Regions from separate parts of the Drosophila melanogaster genome. Here region 1 is linked to region 2. The links are chromatin contacts, called in public targeted proximity ligation maps. All regions are on one chromosome and are shown on one strand. The core of a region is the stretch at or near the end of the contact, and the rest is flanking DNA. Distances in the headings are between cores, read along the strand shown. Region 1 holds the start of RpL21 (Ribosomal protein L21). Region 2 holds the start of Lamp1.

Evidence for each region.
Region 1: a targeted proximity ligation map of the Kc167 cell line shows a contact between it and region 2, with 9 times the contacts expected there. A contact is called at or near these places in 1 of 107 Hi-C or Micro-C datasets (the Kc167 cell line) and 1 of 7 datasets of targeted methods (the Kc167 cell line).

What each region holds. Positions count from the first base shown.
Region 1 is chr2L:22,243,252-22,249,359 of dm6, reverse strand. It overlaps RpL21 (Ribosomal protein L21), which reads left to right and starts at 1,485. Exons shown (of 2, transcript NM_001299204.1): 1 at 1,485-1,564; 2 at 1,639-2,214. The coding sequence starts at 1,655. The coding sequence ends at 2,134. Nubpl (NUBP iron-sulfur cluster assembly factor, mitochondrial) reads right to left here. Exons shown (of 2, transcript NM_001273759.1): 2 at 2,372-6,108.
Region 2 is chr2L:21,571,303-21,576,917 of dm6, reverse strand. It overlaps Lamp1, which reads right to left and starts at 3,529. Exons shown (of 4, transcript NM_136267.5): 1 at 3,357-3,529; 2 at 1,805-2,131; 3 at 732-953; 4 at 1-675. The coding sequence starts at 3,423. The coding sequence ends at 335.

The DNA of each region.
Region 1 (6,108 bases), core at 236-2,735, 670 kb before region 2:
TCACTGATTTTTAATTTTCTAATATAACCAGTTATACCAGTTTAAATCTAATTGATTTTATATTGTAATTTTATTATACGTTTTATATTTAATTTATTCTACATATTAAATTAAATGAATTTAATAATATTTAAATCTTTTTTCTTATATTTCAAGTGTAAATGATAATATTAATTTTATTTTAGAGAACATCGGAAAACTTCGATGTTACATCCACGATTTTTGTGAAAAACATCGATGTTTCGCGCTGAAACTACTACAATCTTTGAAATTAGATTCCAGAAAAAAAAAAAACAATTTATCCTATGACGATGAATTATGCGGATCTCGCCTATATAGATTCATATATTTCTTATTAAACTATTTCATTACGCTAAGAAATGAACAGTGTGGCATGTACATATATGCTGTTAAATATTTATATGAGTGGCTTTTATAAAATTAATTATTAATTATTATTCGGTTTTTTTTTTACGATTTTTTCGATATGTAAAGCGGACACACGAAATGAAAAGTAAATGCCTTTTTTCATATTAAAACAGAACTTATTTACTCAAGAGAAGAAATAGTTTACTCAGTGGTCTATTGATGCTTATTGCACATCATAACAAGATCATTCTGCCACTAATTTATTTAATAAAATTTTTATTGCTGACGCCACTTCAGATTTGACTAACAAAATTTTGATGTCGGCAACAAAAGTTTGGATTTGTCAAGGGGTCAAACATTGTTGGTGAAACGAAACAGGCATATAAAATATATAGAAGGAATTCATTAATTTATTTAAAGGAGAGCCAATAGTGTTGTTTGTAAATAATTCTATTTGATTTAATTACTTAAGTGGTCAAAGTGCCACAAAAAAGAAATTGCGGACATCGTAATTAAAACTATGAAATATGTGGCAGCTATGTTGTCTGGAACAGCTTAAACAGCTGTTTACCGCTGAATGCATATTGCGATATCCAAACTATAGAACAAATTTTCCAAAAGCAGAGCACCTAAAAAAGAAATCAAAAGATTTTGGCTAAATCGAATTCGAAAAAAATTACGATTATCAGATCATGAATGACTTTTCTTAAAAGGGAGCAAATTAATACTGAGTAAGTCCCACGGTAGTAAAGACTTAGGCAGAACGGTTCCTGAAAATTAAAATTATTAAATGGGGCAGGACTTTATCTTCCTTAAGGTTATATGTATCTTCAAAATTGTATCAACAAATTCGCTTAAATCACAAATTATTCCCATAGCGCATATTAACGTCTTGGAGTTGAACACTTCTCTCAGCGATTATTTGTATCTAGACATTTGTATGTAGTGCAATTTTATATATAATGTTTTTATATAATGTAAATATATGTATTACATAAATATTGCATTAAATCCTTATTAATACCAAATATTCAGACTTGGGACTATTTTGCTTCTCTTAAAAGATTAAGCTTATTGTGTAACTTAGTGTGGACGGTACATAATATTTAGTTTCTAAACTCTTAATTGCTATCAGTGGCAACGCTATTCAAGTAGCCATCTTTCTTTCTTTTCTCAACTATACGACCGCGTGGACGTAAGTTCAACGAGTTTTGTTGAATATTTCTTCATTATGACTTGAAAAAGATCTAATAAGCCTCTTTTTTATAGGGGATTATAAATAAAAATGACCAACTCAAAGGGCTATCGTCGCGGCACACGGGACATGTTTTCCCGTCCCTTCCGAAAGCATGGAGTTATTCCGTTGTCCACATACATGCGGGTTTTCAAGATCGGCGACATCGTTGACATTAAGGGACATGGTGCTGTACAGAAGGGTTTGCCCTATAAGGCATATCATGGCAAAACCGGGCGCATATTCAATGTGACTCAGCACGCCGTTGGTGTAATAGTAAACAAACGCGTAAGAGGCAAAATCCTTGCTAAGCGGGTCAATGTGCGCATTGAGCACATCCACCACTCCAAGTGCCGCGAAGATTTTTTGCGCCGCGTAAAGGAAAATGAGCGATTGCTGAAGGAGGCGAAGGAAAAGGGACAATGGGTCAGTCTGAAGCGCCAGCCGGAACAGCCGAAGAAGGCGCACTTTGTTAAGAAACTTGAAGAACCGATTGCTCTGGCCCCGATTCCATACGAATTCATTGCCTAAAGGCATTTTACTGCTCGGAAATTGTACGGAATGAAATAATATTTGATATAATTTCAGTAAACAAAAAAAATGTGCCCAATATAAACAGACTTTGTAATTTTCATTTTGCAATAAGGTCGGCGTCCAACTAAAGTTTTGATCAGCGACAACGTCTGCTTATTATTGAAAGGTTTTTATGTTCAAAGTCATTTGATACTAATTACCTACCATTTTGAGTAAAATGTTCTCGACTTGTTTATTTATAAACATTTATTCACTCAAACCACAGTAGCTCACAGATTGTTTCTCGCAGTTGCGAAATTGCTGCTAGACTAAGAAAGATAAAATCAAATCCGTCCTCAAGGCTACGGCGAATATTTGATTACATTTATGTCTGCGGACAGTGCTGGAGTAATATATACGTGAGGGCATTTCCAGACGAGCCAAGTCTTGACAATTGCTGCTGTGGTTTGGCCTTTTCTACATTTTGCATCAGGCTTGTGGCCTTTCAGTGCCACATACGCCAACCATATCGTGATCTCCGTCATGCTCTCCCATAGGTTGTTTTGAAGCTCTGAAGTTGATCGACATCCATCAAAACTAAAATTGTTTAATTTGTGTGCGTTAGCAAAAACAACGTCGTCTCAGATCGGAATTGAAAGATCAGCTGTATTTAATTGGTTTATGAAAGAATTTTTTCGTAATACTCCACCATTAAAATGTATCTGGACTACTTTCGTCCTCGATCCTGGTGTTAATTTTGGAGCTGATAGCTTTAGGTTTTCCAAGCCTCTCGTGGTCGTTGATGTACGGATACGGCCCAAACGGACCGTGCAATATATTAGCAGCTGGGTTGGGCTTACAAATTTCTGCAATAAGCCGCAGAGAGATGGCATTTCGTTGAAATGTAATCAAGCTCGGAAACTCAGTATATATGTATTAGTATTACAAATGTATTAAATGGACAATTTATTAAATATAAATATACTACACAGAAAAGATGCAGCATTGAAATAGCACATTATTTGGTTTTTATACACGTATACACGTTACTCGTAGAGTAAAAGGGTATCCTCGAGTCGTTAAAAAGTATGTAACAGGGGGCCAACCCAGCCCTAATCGGTACCATGGGATGAGCATCGCTCATGCGAGGTAGGCCCCCTTCTGGGAGTTTCATGGTGGCTGTGGTTGCTTAAGCTAGAAGGATCTCCTTCACCAAAGGGGGTGTGTTACCCGACAAGTGTGCAACCGAATTGGTACCTCTGAGTTTACTCGGGGGGTATATGAGTGAAAGAGTGAACGCTGTTGTCGAGTTTCTTTCTTCTTTGTGGAATACCACTTAAGAATAAACTTGAGTAGTCTAGTAATAATGATATTAATTTATCTTGGTCTGGTCCACGTAAATCAGTATCGACACTAGCGAAATCAAATTTACATTCAGAAATCAAACAGGTGAAAAGGACTTTTCACTAAATATATTTAGAGCGTTAAATGTTATTGTAACTCCCATATCTTGGCTCAATATTTTTCGTCCAATTAAGATATCTTAACTTAATCACCTAAAACTACATGGAATAAAATTTCAAATGTGTGTTCGGTTAAGGTAACATTTGCCAATATCTGAGTAGTACTACAAACGTACTGTTTCCAATGCCTCACAATACAACTACATTGATATATAATAATATAAATATTAAAAATATATAATAATATAATTCAAAAAAAATTTTTTCAATGATTTCAAAGAATTGGTATACAAAATTATTGTTATTAAAAAACCCAATGCCCATATGAAAAATCACATCGATGTCATGTTACTGGCAGTAATACCAGCTTGAATAACTCACTCGCTTTAGCGCGATCGAGGACGACGGCGACTTTTTTGAGTACGTTCCCTGCATTACTTATCGAGCGTCGGTTGGCTGAGAGGAATCTAAATATTGTCATCGATACCGCGGTGTCGGCAAAAAAAAAAGAAAAGAGAGATGGAGTGGAATTGTTGCGTTGGAAGCTCTTGGAGTTCAATAAGATACGACTGGATTTAAAGGGAGAAAGACAGTTTTTTAGGTTGCGGGATTTGCGGGTCAGCTGAGCTGAATAACTGTACAGCGACGAATGTATTTCATATGCTAGAGACATAAATATGACAGTACCAAAAAAATATGAGTTTTCATAAAAGCACTAAGGAGCATTTGAAATGTTAAAAATAGCGTTAATCAAAGGAAAAGTTCTAAAGCTTTACGATCACTTGAGACAGAGATTTATACAGATGTATGTAAGTTTGGATTAAAAGCAGTTATGCTTTAGAGAGATTTCGGGGATAAGTTGTGACATGTAAGTTTTGCGTTGACCGACATGTGAAAGGCTCAATGTAGTGAACGACGTTCTGAATGAAGATCCCAACAAAGAGCTCATAGGTAATAAAGGTGAGAATTCTAAGCTCGGAAGGAGGTTCAACAAATTCGAAAAGTACCAAAGTTAACTGTTTTAAATATGCCTACTTTGGATATTTAAGTAATTCAAGACTGTTTGATGTCTATGTAAGATAATGAGAGAAATGAGATGAGAAAAAATGCGATCAGAAAATACAAACGATATGGTCAGTAAGAGTAGAAGAAGGCATGTTTAGTACACGCACACAAACAGAAAAATAAAAACAAATGCATATAGTTGTTACGTCTGCGTATTAGTGCCCTCGCATTCAAAAAGGACTTGGGCCTATCCATCCTATGTTCAGCATCTTGGTACGGCTCTTACCTCTCCAACATTACGATTAACGAATATTAAAAGTTTCTGAAAAATATTTGTGTTAGTATCGTTCGTCATTCATCAGTCTTTAAGCTTAGCTGTTAGCGGATCGCAAATCGACCGCATTCAGAAGATTCACCGCAAAGACAACATGTTGCACTATATGGACGACATCCTCGCTTGGAGCAACTCTTTCGATGAGATGACTGGCAAAGTTTCAGTGGTTTTAAGCGCATTAAGCGAATGTGGTTTAACGTTAAACATCGACAAATGCGAATTTTATAATGAAACTCTCCTGTCTTAGCCCAGGAGAAGTAAAGACAAATGATGTAGTCGAATTTCCGAAACCAGAATTTGTTCCGAAAAAATGTCAACTTCTAATGGCAGCAGCAGCAGGAAGACTCATTAAACGAATTAAAACAGAAGCTCAGTTGTAAACCGATTCTTGTAATCTACCGCGTAGACGCGGAGCACGAACTTCATACAGACGCTAGTTCGATCGACCTGCAGCGAGATAACGACAAGCTGTTACCAATCGCATACTTCAGCCGGTCAACAACGAAGGTCGTAAGGAAAATGCACAGCTACGAACTAGAAGCTCTCGCCGTTGTAGAGGCGCTGGAAAGGTTTACATATTATGTGTATAGCAAGCGTATTAAAGTCATTAATGATTGCAGCGCATTACGTACAACATTGAGAAAACGCGAACTCATCCCAAGAACAGCCCGGTGGTGGCTACTCATCCAGGACATGTTCCACAGGAACATGTGGACGTGCTTAGTCGATCTCCATATGAACCAGCGCACGAATTGAACAACGCCGACTTAAAAATATCCAAGACCATAATCGACGAAGGAGACTGGCTATTTAGCATTCAATTTTAAGATGAGAAGATACGGAATATTGTCAAAGCGAGACTATACTACGATGCCAAACATAATCCTCCGACTATGTATAAAAAAGATTATCTCATCTTAGTGGAGAATGAGCCTGCCGCAACTGGAACGGTAAAAACGAACGATCGATATGTCATCGAAGGACTCTACGCCATTATAAGTCCGTCTACTCATCCGATAAGCTCAAACCGTGGTGTCGCCTTCCGGACGACGACGTCCAGCGAGGACGTTAATTTAAATCAGGAAGGGCCGACTGTAAGAAGATAAATACTTATTAATGTTAATGTTATTGTTAAACCTTAACGACAAGTCCAATACGATACTTATTACTTATGCTAACCGTATTGATAA
Region 2 (5,615 bases), core at 2,280-4,779:
ATTATAGAGATTAATTTATTTAGAAATTTTTTTTTTATTTTACATTTACATTGCTCAAACCAATTAAATAAAACACAAATATCAGCATACAAGAACCAATATCGGACACTTACAAAGACAGAGACGTAAAAAAGTTTTTAAAGAACCGTTTTATTATTCTAAACCCAATTGCGCTTGATGATTTCGATGACCCTCTTGAAAAAAAAACTAATTCAACTTCAACTAATCAATTTTGGCTTCCAATAATAAAAATCAATCTTAAATTTCTCTCTAACAATTTGCTGTCCATACTCCTTTGATTCGCAACCTGCCCAATTAAGCTGATGTCCTTCTATTAGAAGCTCATGTAACCGCGGGAGGTGGAACGACGCCTAGCACACAGATATGATATTAATACCACCAAAATTAATGCAGCTAAAGCAATTCCAACGGCAATGGGAACCACATCCGAAGTTTCCGAGCTATCGCAATCGTGTCCAACTGAGAAACCAGTGTCGTTGGCCCTCCGGAAAGCCTCCACCTGAACATGACTGACGCTGATCCAACCAATTAACTGCTCAGCATCGAGTGTCTCAGTCATATTTATCTTCTGAACACGAGTGCAGTGATACGACATATTTTCTGGTGTCTTAAACGCTCCGTCGCTCCTGGTAATAAGCTGAACCGTTTGATTTTCTGGAATTGGGGATTATTCGACACAGATCTGTCTACTATTTTTTATATTTTCTTACCCTTTGCATCTGGAAAATCCTCAGGCAGCAAAGCCAGATGAATTTGCATAAAGGAAAGCACAGTGGTGTCATTACTTTTATTAAAATACATAATTAATGATTGCTTTGATGTTTCTGGTCCCCAAATCAGATGAATAAACTGAGTAGTCTGGCTTTTACATTCTGCATCTTCAACAGATGCGTTGCTGGGGATGTTGTACAGACCGGTGGTAAAGTTTCCCTCTAAAGATAAAAGTCTTCGTTAGTCGGATATTCTTACAAAGATGCAAGTTTTTTTTAGTTATAATAATATATGAAGTTAGAAGTAAGTATAATTGCTTATTTAAGTACAAATAATAATTAATAAAAAGCGTTTGCCCATTAGCATAGATGGACAGACTATTCCAGCTTTCAAATTTCATAAATTCGATTTTACCGAACCCAGCTTCCTTGAGCTCGACTGGGAAACGATTTCTTCTACCTGTTATACACTTTTTAATATGTTAAATACTGGTTTACTGATGAATTATTTAAAAGATAACTATTATAAATGGTCCAAAACGGAGTGAAAGTTATTAAGTTATATATACGATGTACTACTTATGTAAGTCTTGATACACCATTCGATTTAAACTAAAAACAAAAGAGATACCCGAAGAGGTAACCGTTACTCAGCTAGTGTGAATGCGAACGCAACTTTTATAATTTTTCTGGGATATCGATAGATATTGGGGAATAAAATGGGAAAAAAAATGGTTTGTGGACGTGGCAACATGGGTCAACAAACTTGCGCTCCGTCTTTATCCTTACGTTACCCTTAGTGCATCATTAGTGCATCACTCGTTATTGTCTGAAAACTTGATTATCATTTCTATGTGTACAGTGATGTAAATATAATATATATAATATACATACATATATCCTTACATATGTACATCTCTTTTTAATCTAAACTGAAATATTTGCCTTATCGATTTCAGTAAGTTCATTAAAATGTTAAAACTGTGAGACGAGTTTCTATAAAATCTAATAGAGCCCATACCTCACCAATGCCGTAATTCGATCGCAATCTAAATATGGATTTATTTTCTTACCCCTAGCCTCATAGGTAAAATTAAGTTGTGCCGCCATTTGAAGCATAATACAAGAGGTATTCCAAGCCCCAATGGATGGTTGCGGATATGGTTGCGGGGCAATGGTCGTGCTTATCACTGGTGCGGTGGTCGATGGTGATTCCGTTGAAGGTGTGGTAGATCTCGGAGTTATTGTAGAAGTTGATCTGGTTGTGATAGGTTTCTCAGTTGTTGTCGAAGACGTTGAGATTGTTGAGGAGCTGCTGGTCAGTGGGTTTGCTTGTTCCAGAAACAAATCACTAACATTTTTACCGACTCTCGGCAAGCCAATAAGCTTTTGAGAGAACACTAAAAGAAGAATTTTTAAAAATATTAAAGCTTTTCTTTATTAAATCGGAATTTTCTTTAAATTGACGTGAAAAAAAAATTATTTATTAGAGATTCAAATGTACATATGGTTAGCTCTAATTGTATTTCCTTTGTTCTCTTATCAAAAAATTACCCTTTGTTATTTATATTAGTGAGTTTGGACTTGATGGACAATTTATTTCCGTTTTCAGTGATTTGTAGAGATCCTATGAAAATGGCCGTACCGTAACATATTGTCAAATATTTATACAAACCAAATGTATAAGGTCGAAATCGAATTTTAAATTCGGTCTGGTTATAGAACTATTTAACAAGATAAGATTAGTAGGAACACACTACAAATTAAAAAATAAAAAATATTTTCTGATTTAATCATTTATCCTTCTGTTGCTATGCCGAAACATTTTATCACGCATGCTATAAAAAAAAATGTTTTAAATTGTTTATTTTAATATGTCTCCCCAAATATGTAGGTACATACATATGCCCAGTCTAGCTCCAAGTCTTTGTTGTCTTATCCGCTTATCATAGTCTGATAGTCAGAGAACCGACTATAGCGTTATCTCTTGTTGTTATTTTATCACAGATTGTTTTTTTTATGTCATATATTATTTTGTATATACTATGTGCACAAATGTCTAACATTGGTATTGAACAAATGACCCAAAATCTTGTTATATGAATTGACAGATAGTAACCAAAAACTAAAGTATGCTATATGGCGGATACAAATTTAATATGATATGCCGATTTATACACCCATGCATATAAATATTTTAAGTGCATAAAATAAATATGGATGCATACGGTGGCGGATGACTTTATCTGCATACAAAACTGTAAATTGCCAGAACAAATAAGCGAAAGGGGTAAAAATGGATGTTCTCCGGGGCTAACGAACGTAAGCGACACCATTTTTCTAGAAGAGTTATGAAAGGATAGCCAGATTACTGAAATAGGTTTAAAACCCTTGATCTACGAAGGCAAAACTCGCAATTCAACCGTTTACACCTTATTACGCCGATAAGACACTAACGCATATGGCGACGTGAACGGCACCGGAAAAATAAATTATGTGCGATGAACAAACGACATACATATACATATAAAAAGAACTGCGATGTATTATCACATTGAACAAAGGCCTCCAATGCGACGCATTTCATTGCTGTTTTAAAAAGGGTTTAATTGGCTTGGCACTAACCTGTACTGCTTAGTAAAAATAACATTATTAGTAATGCCGAGCAGGTCAACAATTTGTTGGCGAACATATTGAATGGCAATCTCACTTAAGTTGTGTTGCAGTTTTTCTATACGTTAATCTACTACACTGACACATACGTTTTTGTCTCGACTGAGCTAGTTTTTATTTTGACCTTCTTCATCAATAGTGTGACCGAATTTCTAAAAGAACTAAAATTAGCCCATATGGAACCGTAATAATAGTACATGTCCACTACAGCAAGATGTCTATCGATATTTAATGAAACTTATAATAATAATATACCAAAAAATATATTCTTAATTCCATAATATAATACAATTAGTACATTTTCTTATCAAACATTTAATTTCTGATCAATCGAAAGAATTATATGTATAACATGTTATAATTTTATCACGGGTTTATATAACACAGGTTTATAACACACAGGGTTTATAACACAGTGGAAATATTTATAAATTAATTTCCATATTTTGAGTTCATTGACTTAATGAAAAAATGTTAGGTATTACCAAAGACACTATAATAACAAGATGCGTAACGCCATACGATTTTTTGGCACACGATTTTTTCGCCGTGGCTCTAGAGGTGGCTCCAGGCTCTCTCGAATTTTTGTTAGAGAGCGAGAGAGCGAAGAGCGCTACAGCTAACAACTGTATGTGTGCACACGTATGCTCATGCATTGTAAATGGGACAAAATATCCCCTTCACCCTAGAGGTTCTTTGACGTTAAATCTATATTATTTTTGATCAATTGGCACCATGCGAAAAATTCTTGTTTTGCATTGCCTTAACGTTATTATTGTTTGAAAATAGATTAGAAATAGCCAAATCTATGTACATATTATCACAAAAATAAATTTCAAAAATGACTTTATGTAAGAATATTTGTCATTAGAGTATTCATATTGAGGCGTGTGAAAAATTAATATGGCAATGATTGTTGAGTGCTTGTGTCCGCACTTCGTGCCGCAAGATATGAACAAAGCAAAGACACTAGAATTATTCGTTTATCCGTTTACACATTTATATTTTTGTTTAATTCTAATTTGTCTTTCATCTGACAATTTTTTAAAAGCGAAATATTTTTTTTAAACACTTTTAATGTTAATGTTACATCATATTAAGTCAAATGACTTAATAAATATACTAAATAATTAAAGGAAGTACAATAGAAATTATTATAACTACTGTAATTTCATAAATTTCATAAAAATATGATAACTGTTTATTGCAAAAGTCATATCAAAGACACTAGAATAATTCTAGTGTCTTTGCTTTGTTCATATCTTGCGGCACGAAGTGCGGACACAAGCACTCAACAATCATTGCCTTATTAATTTTTCACACGCCTCAATATGAATACTCTAATGACAAATATTCTAATATAAAGCCATTTTTGAAATTTATTTTTGTGATAATATGTACATAGATTTGGCTATTTCTAATCTATTTTCAAACAATAATAACGTTAAGGCAATGCAAAACAAGAATTTTTCGCATGGTGCCAATTGATCAAAAATAATATAGATTTAAAGTCTAAGAACTTCTGAGGTGAAGGGCATATTTTGTCAAATTTACAATGCATGAGCATACGTGTGCACACATACAGTTGTTAGCTGTAGCGCTCTTCGCTCTCTCGCTCTCTAACAAAAATTCGAGAGAGCCTGGAGCCACCTCTAGAGCCACGGCCAAAAAATCGTGTGCCAAAAAATCGTATGGCGTTACGCATCTTGTTATTCTAGGGTCTTTGGCGGAACGGTGGAGTTTTTTTCATGGGAACTTTTTTATTTATTTATTTTTCGTTATTTACAGGTGAATCCTTAAAAATATAAAAGCTAAATGTTTTAGAAAAGTTTGGTCTAACTATGTATGTACGACTTTATTTTATGGGACTTAAGAAGGTATATAAAATGTGCAACTAAAAAATATGTATTCCAATTTTTAAGGAATATCTCCAATCGGAGAGCGTGTTCCAAAATGTTCCCTAAACCACCTTAAAGGACGTTTGCTTAAGGACATTTCAGGAATAATTCAAACATAATATCCACACTTTTTGAAATAACTGCATATCAGAGGGTCAGCCCTATGAACTAGGCCCCCACACAGAAAATAAGGCATAGAGCGTGTTCCATACGGAATGCCGTGCTTGTTGGCTTTGTAGTGGCGACTGAAGCTCTTATGAAAGCTCCTGATAGACAGACTTTGGGAAGTATGCGCTTAGCCTTGGGGTACTAA